3 separate regions of the Drosophila melanogaster genome follow, and regions 2 and 3 are each linked to region 1. Evidence: chromatin contacts called from public Hi-C and HiChIP or PLAC-seq data. All regions are on one chromosome and are shown on one strand. Each heading gives the region's core, a stretch centred on a gene start, on an enhancer-like site or on the middle of the called end of the contact. The rest is flanking DNA. Distances are from core to core; before and after follow the strand shown.

Evidence for each region. A called contact is a pair of places that touch in the nucleus more often than the background predicts. HiChIP or PLAC-seq counts read pairs in DNA pulled down with a chosen protein or histone mark.
Region 2: a contact with region 1 is called in a Hi-C map of the Kc167 cell line, with 10 times the contacts expected there. The contact joins the promoter of Eph here to the promoter of pho in region 1. A contact is called at or near these places in 5 of 107 Hi-C or Micro-C datasets (the Clone 8 cell line, the Kc167 cell line, the OSC cell line and 1 more).
Region 3: a contact with region 1 is called in a POLR2A S2P HiChIP or PLAC-seq map of the Kc167 cell line, with 6 times the contacts expected there. The contact joins the promoter of Abcd1 here to the promoter of pho in region 1. A contact is called at or near these places in 11 of 107 Hi-C or Micro-C datasets (the Clone 8 cell line, the Kc167 cell line, the OSC cell line and 4 more) and 1 of 6 datasets of contacts at active chromatin or transcription factors (the Kc167 cell line).

The regions. Positions count from the first base shown.
Region 1 is chr4:1,180,293-1,182,992 of dm6, reverse strand. It overlaps pho (pleiohomeotic), which reads left to right and starts at 1,365. Exons shown (of 7, transcript NM_166827.2): 1 at 1,365-1,403; 2 at 1,712-1,945. The coding sequence starts at 1,855.
Region 2 is chr4:609,311-612,010 of dm6, reverse strand. Eph (Eph receptor tyrosine kinase) reads right to left here and starts at 1,327. Exons shown (of 14, transcript NM_166776.4): 1 at 1,115-1,327; 2 at 356-726; 3 at 205-284. The coding sequence starts at 608.
Region 3 is chr4:192,404-195,103 of dm6, reverse strand. Abcd1 (ATP binding cassette subfamily D member 1) reads left to right here and starts at 1,275. Exons shown (of 10, transcript NM_166736.4): 1 at 1,275-1,559. It overlaps lncRNA:CR44441 (long non-coding RNA:CR44441), which reads right to left and starts at 372. Exons shown (of 1, transcript NR_123744.2): 1 at 1-372.

The DNA.
Region 1 (2,700 bases), core at 116-2,615:
GTCAAATCAAAGACATTAGAATAACATGATTGGTAACGACCATACGTTGGTTTAGCACAATGCAGTCACTTTTTTGGTGACGGTCAATATTGACATTCTCTGGTAATCGAATTCGTAAGAATTTTACTTTTGTCTGGGCGAAATTAAAAGTAAATGCCTGTTATACATACATATATCTATCAAATCAGATCTTATTAACTAAGGAAAAAATATTTTATTCAGTGGTCTATCGATGTTAATTCCAAATCACCACAAGATCATTCTGCCAATGCGTTATTATACAAAAAATGTATTTCCGACCCCACCTCAGATTTGACAAACAACATTTTGCCGTCAGCAACAAATATTTTCGATTTAGCAAGGGGATTAGCAAAGGAGAAGTACGTTCCCAATATTTATTGCGAAGGCTGCCATACTGTTGGTAAAACGAAACAGGCAGGTAAAAATACTTATAAAATATAAAAGAATTCATTAATGAATTTCAGGAATGGCCAAAAGAGTTGTATGTATTTAATTAAATGTATTTTTATTACTTAAATGTCAAAGTGCAATAACAAAGTAATTGCGAACGTCGGACTTAAAACTGTAAAAAAAGGTGTCCGCTCTATGGTCTGGAAAACAGCTTGAACAGCTGTTTAATGTTTACAAAACATTCCGATAGCAAAAATTTTGCGAAAACCAAAACAGCTAAAAACGAAATCAAAAGATTTTGCCCAAATCGAAATAAAAAATAAAAATTACAGGAGCATGATTGACTATAAATTATCGCTGTGCATGCTTGGCATCTCTTACATCAGCACAAAACACAAGGATTGGCAGAATTGGCGCTTTTTCAAATCTACAGCAGAACACAAGATCAGTAGAGATGTTGAACCATCGGTGCCTGATCCCACGCAGTAGAAACTTTCCCCTTTCGTTTAACAGTTGCCTCTTTTAAATCTGTTCCAGTCTCATGTTAAGCTTTGTTAACGATGGGAAATTGGTTATAGCATGATTGCACTCGTTTTCCGAAATGAGGATGATTCCATTTCCACATTTTCGAAATGTATTTGTGGACCGTATCATATGAACTTTATTTATCACTAAAACTAATAGAAAAATATACACATTCTTTGATAGGATTTTCTTTAAGCATATGAAAAATTTAATTCATATCGGTTTACAAATTTGTAGTATTATTTAATTTTATGTTTTGCATGTATATTTCAAGCTATACCGATATAATTACAGAGATTACAGCCAGCTTGTTCTATATTTAGAAGCTAGTCGACGTGGAATCAAGATATATTTTGCGTTGTAAAAAAATACTAAAGTTTAGTATGTTGCAAAAAACCCAAATATTTAGGCATCGAATACCCATGCCAAACAAGCAGAATAACCTTTTCAATATTTTGAGTCATTTGGTATCGCGTTTTATAAAAATTACTTGAATTCTTTTGTTTTCCTCGGCTTTTAGTGAAACAATTCGACTATCATTAAATTTATGTGGCGTTTAATTAATCTTTCGTATTATTTCAATCAGAATTTTTTTAACATATTCACTACATTTTCTTAGAGAACCGTTTGTCATATTTAATGTATATTATGTTCCCTACTTAAATATGACAATTATTAATTCTGTGTGTGTACGTATCAATCATCCGTGATATTATATTCATGTCTTATATTGCCTACATATGGAATAATGGCAGTAAAAATGCTGTTCTTTCAGATACATCAAATAGCCTCAGGGAATGCAACGCTCAGGAAACATACAAATCTTACCTAACACATGTGCCTACAATTATCCTGGCATTTGAAATGCTTTAATACTAACTTTAAACTCATGCGTATGTGGATTATAGTATTGTAAATATGGCATACGAACGTTTTGGAATTATTCTTCAAAGTGAACAGTACGATGAAGATATAGGCAACACAAAAGTCAATCAGAAAATGAATGAAGGTAAGTTCGGATTTTACAGGCATGTCTATGTTTTGAAAATCGAATTATAGCAACAAAGCACTTTTTTATAAAGCGTAACAACAAAATACTGTTTAATGAAGCATAAAATATAAACATATTTACTTGTTATACCCGTTAGTCCTAGAGTAAAAGGGTATACTAGATTCGTTGAAAAGTATGTAGAAGGAATCGACCACAGTATTCTTACTCATGATCACTAGCGCCAAGTCGATCTGCCCGTATAAACGTTGAGATCTCGGGAACTAAATAAAAGATGTGAAAGTTAAGATAAAGCATGCACATTCTAGAGAAAATTACCACTTCTACTCCAACGCCCACAAACCTTCAAAAACTGTCAAAACTAAAATTTTAATATTGTTTAAGCCGCCATACTAACATTTTTAAGCCAAGCCCAGATCGTTAATGTCAGCTTTTAAGCGCCTTGGCATCGAAGAAATGAAGTATCATCAGATTGTTCAGTAATATGTTAGGTTAAGGTTTTTCCAAAGGAGGCAAGACTCGGAAGACTATCACTCAAAACACAGTGTTGACGGGTGTGAGGCTAATCCTCATCTCTCGTGAGTTACCTGTAATGGCGGAGACGCCGGGTACCCATGTAAGCGTTAGTTTGGGTGTGCTGTAGACGTTCAAGTTCAATAATGGTGTTGCTCACAGGCACGCTCTTGCTAGTGTTCGCTTGAAATGTTAATATGCCGCATGACTGTCCACAATCAAAGCTGTTATTCTGATTCCCA
Region 2 (2,700 bases), core at 78-2,577, 570 kb after region 1:
TCAATTAGAAAAAAGAGCACATATAAAGAAATCTATATAAAATCTTTAAGAATTTGTACACAATCGAATTGACATAGAATAAATTGAATATAAATATCTTATTACTACTATCTTATTATTGTCGACGTAAGTTTAACTACAAACAAACGTTTGTTTTTTAAATAAAAATTGAAAATAAGAGCAACAATAACATATAATGCGTACCCCTGGTGTTTGGGCTTGAGGTCCATATGGATACCTGGTCCACTCTAATGTAGCTTCTCGAGTTGTATCCAATAGAACAACTGCAGATATTCGTGAGCATTAAAAAGATATCATTTACTGTTAAGTCTTAATATTGTTAAGCAGTACGTACCCTGATCTGCATGTGCCAATTTAAAGTGAATTGAAATTATAATAAGCAGTATTGTCCTTAATAATGACATTCTCGAAACAATTTGAGATCTGTTTTGCTCGCTAATTGGAGCTTGATTTTTGTAAAACGCAGACTTGAGGGCGCTTATAGCATCATTTAGTACGGAAGTTAGAATGGTTACGGAAGAAGTTTTACTTTTAATACCATCATATTTCACCTTTTTGTCATTTGGGTGGCACCCAACCATTTTCATTTTGTTGGGATCGTTTTCGAACAGTTTTATTTTTGATTTGGGTTGTACGCACTCTGATGCGGATTTACCAATGTCAATAGCATTATTTGTGTTTGTGGGTCCAGTTTAAAATCCAAGACTAAAAAATAAATTGATTAGCTTTAATGCACTTTGTATAAGCATGAATGTGATTAATGTATAAATAATTTGGAAGGATCTGTTCCTGTTCGGTATTCACTGGCATATGTGCATATCCATATATACAAGGAAGCGTATACACATATGAGCCTGCATTTTCCGACGCTGCTATATACATACATACGACCATACATGTTATACATATTTACACAAAATGACAGTGTGTATGTATTCTTGTTAAGGGACGCTAGCTTCGATTTAAACATTACATTTCACGGATGATTACTGTTATCAATTCAAGATGTTATGGCTTTGGAACACAAGATATTTGAACGGATTTTATTATTTTATTTGTACATTTTGTCATTTAGGACCACTTTTATTGATACCTTTACAGCCGACTACTACTATGGAAGTCTCGTTTTAATTTTAAAGTGGTTCTTTTACGACCACAAAATCCCTTGTAGATTTTCTATTGATACTTGGTAAAGACCAGAGTATCATTTTCAGTCTTTTTTCTTTATTTTTTATTTTTTAAATTCACTTATACTCAGCAATTCTGTTAAAACAACTGGTATCGATAACTTTTATAACGTCATTAAAATCCATGAAAACAAATTTTCTTTAAAAAAAATAAGTTAAAATAGCATCGACGAAATACCACAAATTCGGAATAATGAAATTGGTACAAAATGAGCTAACAGCATAAACTGATGTTCTTGTTTTATGTTTTATACGAATTATTGACACTTGGCCTTTAATTAATATAGAACGAGAATAATATTCATTAAAAGTGATTGTCTCTCTACTGAAAATTTAAACGAAATATTAAAAAAAAGGCGTTACCAATACTTTTAATATCTTGCTTGATAATCGTAATAATCTGACATTCATATATGTATATGCATATGTATATGTAATCGTTGCATATCTACTGATCACTAAACGATTCGATTGCTTACTTTTTTTTGTGAAAGCCGTTATAGTAGCTCTAATGATTAATGATAATTTAATTTTCCATTTAATAAAGGTAGTTCGGGAAAGAATCCATAGGAAACCAAAACGGACCATTAATGAAAATAAAGACAACACTTGGAAAGCTTAAAAACATCAACGTTTGCATCGTTGTCCATAAAGCTTTTAAAGGGTAGGCAAACCAATGGAGTTTTAAAGTAAAATGGTTTTTAAGCCAAAAAGAATAAATAAATATTTTTTTTAATTTAAAAGCTGGAATTGTTTTTCCACCGGCTTGCTTATGTTTTTTAGTTTTTTTTTTCTCACGTCCTATTTCAAAAAGTACATACATATGTACCAATATAGTTTTAATAGGTGAGCAAACGAAATTATTTACTTTTAAGAGCGGACAAACAATAAACATTTATTTTAATGGCTGTGCCAACGATAAAAACAATTTTTAAAGGGTAGACAAACGATTAAAACTATTTTTAGAGGGTGGACAAACTTGTTTTATTGATACTATTTATATAAAGATCTGGAAAAAAGTTGCATTCTCTAATAAAACTTATGGGATATATTTTCTAAATTATACCTGTTTTAAGTGTGTGCAAGCGATGCCATTGGAGTAAAAAATATATTTAAAGAAAGTCAATAAAGAAAAAGATTTTCGAAAGTATTTAAATTTTTAAATTGTCAGGAGAGTTGAACCACTACGTATTTCTACACTTCTGCACACACTAAGCTAAAATAAAAAAAGTGCGGAAACTGTCGAAGAAACCTCACAGCAGTCTACAGAGAATATCTACCCAGAATATAATATGATACCCAGATACCAACGCCCTAAGACAAGGTATCATGCAAAGCAGCGAACTAAAAGTCAATGTGCCAACTTATGGCAAACCTTATTCAATAATAATAATAATATCGTGTATAAGATTATGTTTGTGACATGCCAACTATGTTTCACGGCGTAAACCTGAAATACCAATACCGCCGTCATGTTATTTGAAAGCGCACC
Region 3 (2,700 bases), core at 26-2,525, 990 kb after region 1:
TGCGCGGGTATTTTTTGTTGTTTAAATGGTAGTTAATGGGCTTTGCTTTTTCTATTATTCGGTCTATTGCTGATTTGTATGGGGGACGTTTTGATGAGCGGTATGATTTTAATATTTTTTATGATTGGGGAGTTGTTAGCGTTGAATAAGGTTTTTGTGAGCTTTGTTATTATTAGGAAGTCCTGTCTATCTTCCAAAGCGCCAAGAGTGATAGATAGTCGAATGATTTATGTATAATATTGGCACTTATCCTAAAATGTTCACAAACTTTTGTTCAACCACTTTTTAAAGTCTTGGAAAAAACATTTTATCTTTGTGTGTTCGTATTAATATATATAGATATTACACGTTTTTTTTCATAAAATATCGATCATTGTCATAGCCCAGTTCCATTATCAAATGGTTTTTTAGCAGATGTGATAGTGAAAGTTCGTAATCGTTTGTACATTTGAGACACAGTTATATGCAACGTGCTGCCACAACTACTATGTATTATGTATAATACTATTTTTTACCTTTTATTTGTCTAAAATCTTCTTTTGTTCCTTACAGCACTTATTGTTTTAAATTATTTTCTATTTTGCGGAAACGAAAAATTATATTGTTTATGTATATACAAATTTTTGTTGTTAGTATTGCCAATATCAAAACTAACTTATTTAATATTATTAATAAATTTCATAGAATGCAAATATGAGTATATATTGCTGTTTTGCAATGAAAATTGCATTAAAATTGCGAGTGCGAGGCAGATATGCCAAACCAAAAAAGTAGCTGTTTAGGTTATTTAGGCGTTACTGTTATCGACATGTTAACTTCCAAATGAATAATTTAAACTTTTCCGGGGATCGATTTTGGTTCTGATGCTGAATGGAATATAGTAACTAGAAAAACTGAATCCTGGAATAAACGATATCTTTCCTTCTCATTATTCTCAAAGTTCTCGGTTGCTTTATTGACATTGGAGACAAAATCAACGGAAGTATTTTAGGATATGTAAATGTTAACTTTATATATTTTCAGTCATTTTTTTTGCTGTTCCAAATTGGTACAACAATACAAGAATGAAGGAAGCCATCCCTAAAAGTGTACTCACACTACAATTTGCAGGATACTTTTAAAAGGAACTTTTGTCCAATCTTTTTTAATTAAAAACAATTTTAAAGGGCCCACGTATTTTATTTCCACCGTTCCATAATTGTTACTAAGCATGTGACGCTATCTTTACGCACATAGCCACACATAAAATTTTGATTGGAAAAGTTTGAGACATTACTAAGTAAGTTACTTTTCTATTTGAAAATTAATCCAAACCTACGAAACCTGCCTTTTACAACTAATAACTCTATATATATATATATCTATTATTTTTGAAACCATCGAAAGCCATCGTAAAATGTTATTGATTATATGGACGATTAATGCCAAAATGTACGTGTTTGTATATGCGTATAAAAAAGTATGGTTATTTTTTTCAGTTTATTGACGTTTAATGTAACTGAAATGGCAAAGAACGCTTACAGCAATCCATACCTCACACATACTAACTGTGCACCTAGGTATGGCTATGTACATACTTTTACTGAAAACAACAAGCTTTAAGCTCTTGTGCAGTTCGGTCATAGCCTTAGATTCTTTCACTTGCCTGGCAGTATCCTTCGGGGACTGTCTATTCTAACAGTACAAATCGTTTATAAACATTGCCGTCAAGTAGTCATTCATAGTTTATTTTCCTGACGTATAAAATTTTCTAACAAAAAGTTGTGCAAGTAGTAGTAGCTATAAGTGTTTTTTTTTTTATTAATCTTTAGGAAAACTATAATGATTCACGAAATCAAACTGTGTATCGTACTTCAGTAAAAATCCAAACCTAGCAATCTAATATACATACATGCATATACATATTTATGTATATATAAAAATAATGTATGCTTATACATTCAACGAATATGTTTTCTAAAATTTAATTATCGCTGGAGTATTATTCACAGTAAACATTGAAATGTGAACAAAGGGTTTGAAATGTTATGTATAAATTAAAACCTACCTACGCTCGTAAGTTTTACTGCCAGTAAAACATCCGTTTATTAATAGCCGAGTCAATTTGCCCATGTCCGTCTGAAAGTATGAACGTCGAGATCTCAGGAAATATAAAAGCTAAAGGGTTCAGCATATAGATTCTAGAGACGCATGTTGCCACGCCCTAAAAACGCTCAAAGGACCAACATTTTTGAAAAATTTTTGTAAATTTTGTCATTAATTTATTATTCTTGTCAAATAACTTTTAACCTCTAACGCCCTAAGGCTGCCAAACCGGTCACGACCACACTTTTTAACATTTTTAATTGTTTTCTCATTTTATTCCACAATATCTCCAGAAAATTGATTAATTTTCCGTCCGCATGTACACTAGCTGAGAAACGGGTATCTGATATTCGGGGAAGTCGACTATAGCATTCTCTTTAGTTAAATTGTTACATTTGGGTAATACAATTTAGATTGAGATTTGTCCCGTGGTTTTCGTATTGCAAACATAAAGCATAAGACAAATCACATATGTATGTATGTACGTACATATTTATAGGTACAGGTTGTAGGTACAATTTGCCTGTATAAAAAGATTCGATGAATTTAATAAAAAGCCGATCTGTCCCCGGAGTTCTTTAATATCTGACAAACATTTCTGCGATATGTTATTCA